Linked DNA regions of Oryctolagus cuniculus: region 1 is linked to region 2. Evidence: chromatin contacts called from public Hi-C data. All regions are on one chromosome and are shown on one strand. Each heading gives the region's core, a stretch centred on a gene start, on an enhancer-like site or on the middle of the called end of the contact. The rest is flanking DNA. Distances are from core to core; before and after follow the strand shown.

What was found. Hi-C and Micro-C count contacts between places; a contact is called where the count stands out from the background.
Region 1: a contact with region 2 is called in a Hi-C map of an unstated tissue, with 4 times the contacts expected there. The contact joins the enhancer-like site here to the promoter of MRPS17 in region 2. A contact is called at or near these places in 4 of 6 Hi-C or Micro-C datasets (ear pinna, liver, psoas muscle and 1 more).

What each region holds. Positions count from the first base shown.
Region 1 is chr19:65,910,395-65,916,104 of mOryCun1.1, forward strand. It overlaps SUMF2 (sulfatase modifying factor 2), which reads left to right. Exons shown (of 8, transcript XM_008249658.4): 2 at 2,547-2,661; 3 at 3,024-3,068; 4 at 3,400-3,550; 5 at 5,398-5,453. Among named protein-coding and RNA genes, the nearest start is that of SUMF2, 9.3 kb to the left of the region's middle. Within about 2 kb of position 3,372, at least 1 of the 8 cell types and tissues checked has an H3K27ac peak or open chromatin away from gene starts, as enhancers often do.
Region 2 is chr19:65,774,600-65,779,933 of mOryCun1.1, forward strand. It overlaps MRPS17 (mitochondrial ribosomal protein S17), which reads left to right and starts at 3,286. Exons shown (of 3, transcript XM_002722283.5): 1 at 3,286-3,640; 2 at 4,427-4,566. The coding sequence starts at 4,444.

The DNA.
Region 1 (5,710 bases), core at 2,122-4,621, 140 kb after region 2:
TTGGTTTTTAGTTTTGGTTTTGGTTTTTTTGTTGTTGTTTTAAAGATTTATGTGTGTATGTATTTGAAAGGCAGAGTGACAGAGGGAAGGAGAGACAGCTGTTCCATCCGCTGGTTCACTCCCCAGATGCCCACAACAGCCAGGGCTGGTCCAGGCCAAATCCCAGGAACCTGGAACTCCGTGCAGGTGTTCCATGTGAGTGGCAGGGACCCAGTCACTTGGGCCATCTTCCACTGCTTTCCCAGGCACGTTAGCAGGGAATTGGATTGGAAGTGGAGCCAGGACCCAAACTGGTGCTCATATGGTATGTTTGTGATAGTTGGCAGCTTAACCTCCTGCGCCACAATGTCAGTCCCTTAAGAGCCATATTTTTTTTTTCTTTTAAAGATTTATTTATTTATTTGAAAGAGTTACAGAGAGAGGGAGAGACCAAGAGAAAAATCTTCCATCCTCTGGTTCATTCCCCAAATGGCTGCAATGACCAGGGGCCTGGGTCAGGTCAAAGCTAGGAGCCAGGAGCTTCATCTGGTCTCCCATGGGTGGCAGGGGTCCAAGTACTTAGGTGATCTTCTGTTGCTTTCCTGGGCCTATTAGCAGGGAGATGGATCAGAAGTGGAGCAGCTGGGACTTGAACTGGTACCCATTGCAGGCAGTGGCTTAATCAGTTGTACTACAATGCTGGGCCCCAAATTATTTTTAAGATTTATTTTATTTGAAAGAGTAACAGAGTGAGAGACAGATCTTCCATCTGCAAGTTCATTCCCCAAATGGCTAGGACTCATCCAAGCCAAACCCAAAAGCCCAGAATTCCATCCAGGTCTCCCACGTGGGTTGCAGAGGCCGAACTCGTTGGGCTATCTTCAGCTGCCTTCCCATATACATTAGCAGGGTGCTGGATGGGAAGAAGAGTAGACGGTACTCAAGCCATCACTCAGATATAGGATGTCAGCATCTCCACTGCACTGCACTGCCAGCCCCTGATTTTAATTTTTTTAAAAAAAGATTTATTTATCTGAAATAAAGAGTTACAAGGAGAGAGAGAGTGAGTCTCTGGTTCACTTCCCAAGATGGTCACAATGGCCACAGCTAAGTCAGGCCAAAGCCAGGAGCCAAGAGCTCCTATTAGGTCTCCCATGTGGGTGGCAGGGGCCCAAGCACTTGGGCTGTCCTCTGCTGCCTTCCAAGGTGCATTAGCAGGAGTAGGATAGGAAGTAAAGATGCTGGGATTCAAACGAGCTCATATAGGATGCTGGCATCGCAAGTGGTGGCTAGACCCACTGTGCCATGTCAGCCCAGGATTCTAATTTTTTAATTTATTTATATGTACTAATTTTTCTATAGTAAAGTCTGCATTGTTTATACATGCATGCTTTTTTAAAGTAATTTTAACAGGAAAGTTACTAAAATTGGATGAGAAATCACTTCTGATCAAGCTTGCACTGTATCATGACAACCAAAAACAGCTAGGTAGAAGCACAGTATGCCTTTTATATCCCAAAGTGTGACCTACTGTATTAAACAATATGACATCACCTCCAACAGGTCCCTAAATTTTGCTTAGAACCCCATGATCTGTCTCTGCCTCTGGCAAATGGTTTTTAATGCTCGGACGCTCTGGGGCTGGTAGTTACTGCTACAGAATCTCCTGGTCACCTCCTCCATTTTCAAAGCCCCTTTGGTCAGTGAACAGTGACTTCTCATATCAGAGGCCTGAAACACATAGCCCAGGAAAAAATCATCGTTCCTACCCCAGCAGTCTGCCTGCTGAAACTGACTAAACCAAACCCAACCGTATTAAAATCCTTTCTACCATCTCAGCGTGTCATTGTGTTTGGCTCACTGTCTTCCATCCGTTAGATGGAGATTAACAGTGCTGCCTGCCTTCCCATGATCACAGGGAGAGATTAGGTCTGTGATGAAGACCTTGCAGAAAACAGTCTCATTCCTCACCCTTACACGCCTGATTTTTTCCCTTTTTTTATAATCTCCAAAAATTGGAGATAACTCACTTGATGTTCAGCTGGTGAGTGCATAAGCATAGTGTATCCATACAGTGAAATACTCAACGAGAAAGCAGAGACCGCTGATAACTGACAGCGTGAATGAGGCTCCGATGCATTTTACTGAGCGAAAGAAGCCCAACCCAACGGACTGTGTACTGTGTATGAGTCCCTTTAGGTGACTTTCTGGGAAGGGCAAGACTATAAGGACAAAAAAAAAAAAAAGGTTGCAGGGGCACAGGGAAGTTTTTTGGGGCGATGATCTCTGTAGTGATTATCCATATAGGAATTATCCATGCACTTTGTCAGAACTCACAGAGCTAGATATACATCCAAAAGGGGGCTTTCCCTATATGAGACCTCTGTTCTTATTTGAAAGAAAAGCTGCCCCTGCTGAGGGTGGAGGTGAATTCCTTGCAGGTCGTAACAGCTCCGAGGTATGTGCCTTACGGGACAAGGGTGTATGAAGGTTCCTGCAGCAGGGAAGGGTGAGAGGATGAGGCATGGATTCCTTGCAGCTGAACCAGGTGAACTGTCTCATTTCAGGGAGTTTATCAGGGAGAAGAAGTACCGGACAGAGGCCGAGGCATTTGGGTGGAGCTTTGTCTTTGAGGACTTTGTCTCCAAGGAGCTCAGAAACAAAGTGACAAAGCAGATGCAGGTGAGAGAGCCTGGTCCACTCAGCTGAGGGGGAGGGAGGGAGCCCTGGACAGAGAATCCTGTGAGATAAGGGGTCAGCTGGGCCACAGGACAGAACCTGACCCGAGAGCTGGAGCAGAGAGGCAGCAGGAGAAATCCACCCTGGAAGAGACAGACACGCTGTCCCAGGAGGTGAGCCCTGAGCCAATTCTGCTGTAGTCAGATAAAGACCAGCAAAATGAAGTGCTCAGGGTGCCTCTGAACTTCACAAGCCTCGCTCTAGTCAGGGGAGAGATTGCATCCAAGCTTCCCCTGGCCCGCCTGCCTCTCTATTCTGCCTCCTGGATCACAGAATCTCCCAGACTCGCTCCTTTTCTCTTGCAGTCTCTCCTCTGGTGGCTTCCTGTGGAAAAGGCATATTGGAGGCAGGTAAGGGTTGGCTCCTCTCCTGATAGGCTCTGGGACCCCTGCTTCCTTAGATCCCTGTGCACCCAGGAATGCTGAGTTTAATGGGATCATGAGAACTTCTGGGGAATCGCTAAGCAGTTTCTTTTCCCTTGGCCCTGTCCCGTCGTCTCTCCCTGTAGTCTCCTGTGTGGTCTTTTTTTCCTGGCTCTGGCGGGCCCCCACTCACCGAGCCATCTCGTGCAACTTCCTTGCTCCATCTAGTGGTAGAAGCTGAGCTCTGGCACCCTAGGCTAGCCGTCCTCACACTTCCGGGAGCGCCCAGAAGCCCGTCTCACTTCATCCTGGCTGTCAGCCTGCAGGTCCCGGCTCTGGCATCAGCGAGAGACTGGAGCTCCCAGTGCTACACGTGAGCTGGAATGACGCTCGTGCCTACTGTGCTTGGCGAGGGAAACGGCTGCCCACTGAGGAAGAGTGGGAGTTTGCTGCCCGAGGGGGCTTGAAGGGTATACAGTTGCCAAGGCGATTGCTGTTTCTTCTCCCCATCCTGCCCTGCATGGGGGACTTTAAAGCGGGAGGGGGTCCATGTTCCCAAAGCAGTGCTATTTAAACTCGCTGTGGTGAAGGGCCAGTGGTTATGTTTTTATTTCTGATCTATCTCAGAACAGTACATCTGTAAAATACCATAAATGTTAATAACTGGGAAACCAGAATGCAAACAGACATAAACATTTTCTGTTGTTGGAGATTCTATAAGTATTAGTTACATTTCTTTTTTAAGACTTATTTACTTATTTGAAGGGCAGAGTTAGAGAAAGAGAGAGAGAGAGAGAGAAATATCTTGTATCTGCTGGTTCATTCTCCAGATGGCCACAACAGTTAGGGCTGGGCCAGGCCAAGGCAGGAGCCTAGAATTCCATCTAGTCTCCCACCAGGGAGGCAAGGGCCCAAGTACTCGGGCCATCTTCCACTGCTTTCCCATGTGTATGACAGTGAGCTGGACTGGAAGTGGAGCATCTAGGACTCAAACTGGGACTCATATGCAATGCTGCCATTGTAGGCGACAGCTTAACCTGCTGTACCCCAATGCCAGCCCCTCTGAGTTACATTTCAATCAGTATAAGTAGCACAACATTACACAGGGAGAAAGAATTACTAGAATTACATACCTTTTCCATGGGGGAGCTGGGATTGATAAAATGAATCACTTTTCACTCAAAGTTTGTCATTTTGTAGTCTTGAATACATAAAACGTCATGTGAGTGGAAAGCAATTGCCCACATTAAACCCCTGTATGCTCTCCTTGAATGAACACCTGGTATATCAATGGTCAAAGTTTTTAATATGACTAGTGAGGTTGTTTCCTGCCTGTTTGATTACACAGTGTAGGTCCAATGAACAACTTTCTTTCTTAGAAAAAGTGATTAAAAAAAAAGATTATTTATTTGAAAGGCAGAGTTACAGAGAGGAACTCTCTTCTATCCACTGGTGGACTTCCCAGAAGGCTGCAATGGCTGGAGCTGTGCTGATCTGAAGCCAGGAGCCAGGAGCTTTTTCTGGATCTCCCACACAGATGCAGGGGCCCAAGAACTTAGGCCATCTTCTACTGCTTTCCCAGGCCATAGCAGAGAGCTGGATAGGAAGTGGAGCAGCCAGGACTCAAGCCGGCGCCCATATGGGATGCCTGCACTGCAGGTGGTGGCTTTACCTGCTACACCACAAAGCCAGCCCCAAAGTTGATTTATTTTAATCTACCTGAAAGGCAAAATGATGGAGGAGAAGGAGAAGAAGGGGAGAGAGAGAGAAAGAGCTATCTTGCATTCACTCCCCAAATGCCTGCAATAGCAAGAACTGGGCCAGTTGAAGCCAGGATCCAGGAATTCCATCTGGGTTTCCCACATGGGTGGCACCCAAGCACCTGGGCCATCATCCACTGCTTTCCAGGATGCATTAGCAGGAAGCTGAATCAGAAGTGGATCTGCCAGAACTCCAGCAGGCACTCTGATATGGGACGTGGGTATCCCAAGTGGCAGCTTAACTTCCTACACCTCAGCACCTGGCCCTGACAAGTTTCTTAATGCTTAACGCTCAGTTTCTGAGCTTTTCCTGACATTAGCTGGTAGCAAATAGTTCACAAAGTGCCACTGCTCTGAGAACCACGCTTAGAATTGCACTGTCCTGGGGCAGGTCAGGCGGCCAGGGGCCCTAGTGCCGTACAGTGAGTGCAGGCGATGGGCAGGGGAGATAAAAGTAACCTCCCTCTGCTTTTCTCCCTACCTCCTAACTTTTGATTCCCTCGCTCCGCCCACCCCTTCACCTCTCCCTCTTCCCCCGCCCCTTGCCCTCCTGGCAGGTCAGGTTTACCCCTGGGGGAACCGATTCCAGCCGAATCGCACCAATCTGTGGCAGGTAAGAGATACCCGGCACTGGCTGAGTGACTGGGGTGGGGGATGCTAATTTGCACAGGACCAGATGGAAGTTGAGCTGTACTGGGGACGGGGAGTCTTTGAGTTGGAGGTTGTGGCCATGGCCCCAGGAAGTTCTCCACCCCCGAATTAAATGGGAATGCAAGCAAGAGAGGAAGCCTGAGAAGATGGCCAGGGTTTGGTAGAGAGGTGGAGTCCAGCATGAATCCAAGCTCAGGCAGCATGGTGGTGGCGCTGCCA
Region 2 (5,334 bases), core at 2,036-4,535:
GGGTGAAGGCCTTAAGAATTATTATATGAAATGATCAACCAGGTTGACCAAGGGTCCACTAGTCTGCAGTGCCCTGTAGTTTCTTGCAGAAACTTAAAGTTTCTTGTTGAGAGTCACTTGTGCAACATCAAGACTCTGCTAAACTTGGTAAATTATGTATTTGTAGTACAATCTGAAAGTTTCTTGGAACTGGCATTGTGACATAGCAAGTTAAGCCACTGCCTGCAATGCTGGCCTCCCATACGGGCACCGGTTCATGTCTCAGATGGTCCACTTTGGATCCATCTCCCTGCTAAAGGGCATGGGAAACCACCAGAAGATGGGGCAAGTGCTTAGGTCCCTGCCCACCCACATGGGAAACTGGGATGGAATTCTGGGCTCCTAGTTTGGGCCCAGACCAGCCCTAGTTTTGTGGCCATTTGAGGAGTGATGGAAGATCTCCCTGCCAGTCTGCCTTTCAAATAAGTAAATAAAAAAAAAAAATTTTTTTTTTGACAGGCAGAGTGGACAGTGAGAGAGAGAGACAGAGAGAAAGGTCTTCCTTTGCCGTTGGTTCACCCTCCAATGGCCACCGCGGCCAGCGCACTGCGACTGGCGCACCGCGCTGATCCAATGGCAGGAGCCAGGTACTTATCCTGGTCTCCCATGGGGTGCAGGGCCGAAGTACTTGGGCCATCCTCCACTGCACTCCCTGGCCACAGCAGAGAGCTGGCCTGGAAGAGGGGCAACCGGGACAGAATCCGGCGCTCGACCGGGACTAGAACCCGGTGTGCCGGCGCCACAAGGCGGAGGATTAGCCTAGTGAGCCGCGGCGCCGGCCGTAAAATTTCTTTTTTTATAAAAATGATCAGCAAGACTTTGATTCTGAACTTATAGCCTCTAAAACTGGGGAAAATAAATTTCTATTGTTTAAACCACCCAGGCTATGGTGTTTTGTTAAGGAATTTGGAGCAGAGTAATACATACTTAATGCTGTTATTGTTATCTATAAGCACAGTACATACACAGATACACACCCCTACCTCCTCTGAGTCCCTTTGCTCCCCAACCCGTGTCCCCGTTTCCATTCCCTCTGAACCAATTTAGGTCCTCATCAAAGCCTGACAGCTTCCCCCCCACTCTTCTGTCTTCAACACACCTACCGGAATGATCCTGAAAACTGGCAAAGCTACTAACCTGTTTTCAAAGGCTCTCTCCTCTCCATCACTTACCAGAAAAAGTTGAGTCCTTAACAAAAAGCGCCTCCTGGGTAGAGGCCTAGCCCTGTCCAGCTCCAGTCCCTCCTCTCTTCTCCCACCTAGATTCTGGCCATGCTAGGCTCTTGGTGAGCACACTCTGAGCTCAGCATCCCTGCAATGCGTTGAGTGCCTTTCACCCACCCCATGTCCCTCTTGTGCTATCTAGTTCCCTCCACTTTGTGTCCTAACCGAAAGTCATAGCGTGCCTTGACCACTAGATGTCCCAACCGGCTGCAAGATTTTCTTGCAAGCTTGAGCTCAGGTTGCTTTGGCCTTGAACATCCCCGCATACTGACAAAGGTGTTAGGTTGTCGCCCAAGAGACAGAAAGCGGCCCAAGCCTGAACCAAAATTTCTTAAAGCCTCATATAAACTGCATACCTTGACCTCCGCTTGCTGTGGACAGCTAAGCAGAGAGCATCCCTTTTGTCTTACTGTTAGTGGCATGGATAAACTGCAAGCCTCTCTAAGTTTCCCCAGTAAATGCTTCAGCTTGGTTGTTTTGGGATTTGGTACTTCTTTCTTGGGAATCTCAACTGGTCCCATCTGACCACAGTTCGGGGTACTCCGTTGTGGAAATTCCCCTGCAGCCACTTTTGGGGGTGACTCTAGCATGGGTTTGACCTCTGGCCTCTAGCTGTGTGGGGAGATGGGGTACAGATTGAGGTGTACTGTATTTATTCAAATCCCCTCTCTCTCCTAAATTTTGACTTTCCTCTCTCAAGGTTATTACTTGTGCCCATTTTAGAATTTTCTTTTTCATCTGTCCCTATTAGGCTATGAGTTTTGAGGCCTTCTATTCATCTTTTTTTCTCTCAGGGCATAGCACAGAGTCTCAGAATGTGTTCCATAAATGTTTGCTCTGTGGATAAATTCTTATTTCCTCAGTCTTCCTTCACCAGTGGCTAAAATGTTCCAATAGTAAAAGATTGACCACATGCATATTTTGGCCCTCAAATTGATCCAGAAACCTACGGTTTGCTGTTGCTTTTAGCAATTCGCAAACAAGAGCCTAATACATTCCCAGTCTTCCCTGTATCTTAGAAATTGTCAGCAGGTAATCTGCTCACAGCCCATCCATTTCCTTCCCAACACACACAATAAGTACAACCCACACCAGGTTGCCCTGCCATCTCACAGACATGAAATACCTAAAATCATAGCAGACACAAAAACCCACAAAGGTTTACCTTCAAAGCAGCTGGAGGAGTGGAAATGATTCAGTTTTTCACCCTAGTATTTAGAAGCTTCCTATGTTTCCATTTTTTATCTTGACACATAATAATAAGGTACAGTATTTTTTTATGTTTATTTGAAAGGCAAAAATGACAGGCAGAGAAGGAGAGACAGGGATCTTCCACCCACAAGCCCAATGCCTGCACCAACCAACCGTAAGGAAAAGTCATTAACTGCTACTGATTTATTTTTTTTTATGTTTATTTATTTGAAAGGCAGAGCAAAAGCCAGAGAGAGAGTCTTCCAACTGCTGGTTCACTCCTCAAATGGCCACAACGGCTAGAGCTGCGCCAATCCGAAGGCAGGAACCAGGAGCTTCTTCCAGGTCTCCCACGAGGGTGCCAGGTCTCCCACTTGGGCCATCTTCTACTGCTGTCCCAGGCGATAGCAGAGAGCTGGATCGGAAGTGGAGCAGCTGGGACTTGAACCGGCGTCCATATGGGATGCCGGTGCTGCAGGTGGCTTTACCCGCTAGCCACAGCAACGGCCCCCTAACTGCTACTGACTTATAGCTAGATAGGAGTTAGTCTGGGGTTCTATTGAGCAGTAGGGTGACTACAATGTTACTGTACTATATATTTCCTTTTTTTTTTTTACTTGAAGGTAAACTGTGAATGTTTTCATCATAAAGAAATACGAAGTATTTGAGGAGATAGATATATCTACCCTGATTGCACATTACACATGTAGCTAACCATTACACGGTACCCCCAAATAACATACAATTGCATGTCTTTAAAATGTTCAAATTTTAAAAATTACAAAATATAAAAATGCCAACATTCCTTAACAAAGTTATTCCTCCTCTCCAGCTGCTTCCTGCCGTTTCAGTGTTTGATGACTGAAAGTTCCTTCGATTTGGAAGGCCTTGTCCAACGTCCGGAAGACCCCCAGAAGAAGAGGCGGGCAGGGCAAGAAAGGAACGACCCCGGGGAAGGAGAGTGGGCGGAGCCCTGCCTTTAACTCCGCCCAAGGCTGGGAGCCCTCGGCCAATGCAAGGCGCTTTCCGGGGCGGGGCCTGCGTGCCTCGTGACGCTATCACGCTACGGCCCGCGCTCGGCGCTTGCGAGTTTACCCGGCAGGACTGAGAGGTGAACGCGGGTCGTTCGTGGCTGCCGCGGAGGGGGATTCCGGGGGCAGGGACGCCGCTGCGGGAGCGCGGTGCGGGTGAGTCCGGTCCTCTGCGCTCAGGGTTGCCCGGGGTGAGGGGGCGGAATCCCCCGCAGCCGACCCCAGGCCCCACGATTTGGACTCAGTATTAAGTGACCCCCAGAGCAGCCCCAAGTCCGGGTCTCCGTCCCTGGGAAGGACCCTCTGCCTAGGGCTTGCTTGCGTGCGAGTAGCCAGGATGTGAGCCTTTAGGGAGAAGCCGCCCAGCGGGATGGAGAGAGAGAGAGACAGAAGGGACGCCACTGCCGGCCAACGTTTACTCGCTCCATTAAGCGTCGTGTACTTAGTTAAATCCTCAAAGCACTCGTATCAGTAGGCCCTGTCGTTAGTCCCATTTTGCAGAAGGGGAAGCTGAGGTTTGAGGCGATTACAGTCAGGGTAGCTAGCGGGCCTTGTGACACAGCGGTCTAAGCTGCCGCGCCAGATGCCTCCATCCCATATCCTGTCGATCCTGCTGATGCGCATCCCAGCAGGCAGCAGACGGAGGCTCAGGTACTTAGGCCCCTGCCTCCCACCTGGGAAGCTGGATGGAGTTCCTGGCTCCTCGCTTCAGCCTGGGGTAACCCTAGCTGTTGTGGGCATTTAGGGAGTGAACCAGCTTATGGAAGATTCCCTCTCCCTCTCCCCCTTTCCCCCTCTCTCTCCTCTTCCTTCTTTCCCCTCCCTCCCTCCCTCTCTAAAATGGTGATTCCAGAAAACCAACAAAACCCCTTAACTCTGCTGACCAAATTCATTCGGTGAGTCCTACCACCAAAATCTTAAACTTTGACATTTGTTTTTCAGGTGACCAAAGCCACATAATGTCAGTAACTCGTTCATCCGTCCATGCCAAATGGATTGTGGGGAAAGTGATTGGGACAGCAATGCAAAAAACTGCCAAAGTGAGGGTGACCAGGCTTGTTCTGGATCCCTACTTACTAAAGGTGAGGTGCTTTCTTGTTTTCAAGTGACACTGATAAATCACTCATTTGTTCTGAGCAGAAAAACATTTCCCTGTTAGTAGAAATGTGATGAGTGTCTGCCGTGAGCCCAGCACCAAGCTGATCTGTGTGTGTAATGTGGTTCTTACTCAGCTTGCTATAAGAGAGCTTAAAGAGACATTTAAGGGGCCGGTGCCGTGGCTTACTTGGTTAATCCTCCGCCTGTGGCGCCAGTATCCCATATGAGCGCCAGGTTCTAGTCCCGGTTGCTCCTCTTCCAGTCCAGCTCTCTGCTGTGGTCTGGGAAGGCAGTGCAGGATGGCCCAAGTGCTTGGGGCCCTGCACCCGCATGGGAGACCAGGAGGAAGCTCCTGGCTTCAGATCGGTGTAGCTCCTGCCGTAGCGGCCATTTTGGGGGTGAACCAACGGAAGGAAGACCTTTCTTTCTGTCTTTCCCTCTCACTGTCTAACTCTATCTGTCAAATAAATAAAAAGAGATATTTAAGCTGAATTTCAGGATTTTTATCCAGAGGGCCAGGTGAGGGAGGACATTCCAGCTGCGGTGAGTAGGTTTTTTTGTTTTGTTTTGTTTTGTTTTTAAGTTTATTTATTTGAAAGTCACAGTTACACAGAGAGAGAAAGGTCTTCCATCTGCTGGTTCACTCCCCAGATGGCCACAACAGCTGGAGCTGCACCAATCCGGAGCCAGGAGCCAGGAGCTTCTTCCTGGTCTCCCACGTGGGTGCAAGGGCCCAAGAGCCTGGGCCATCT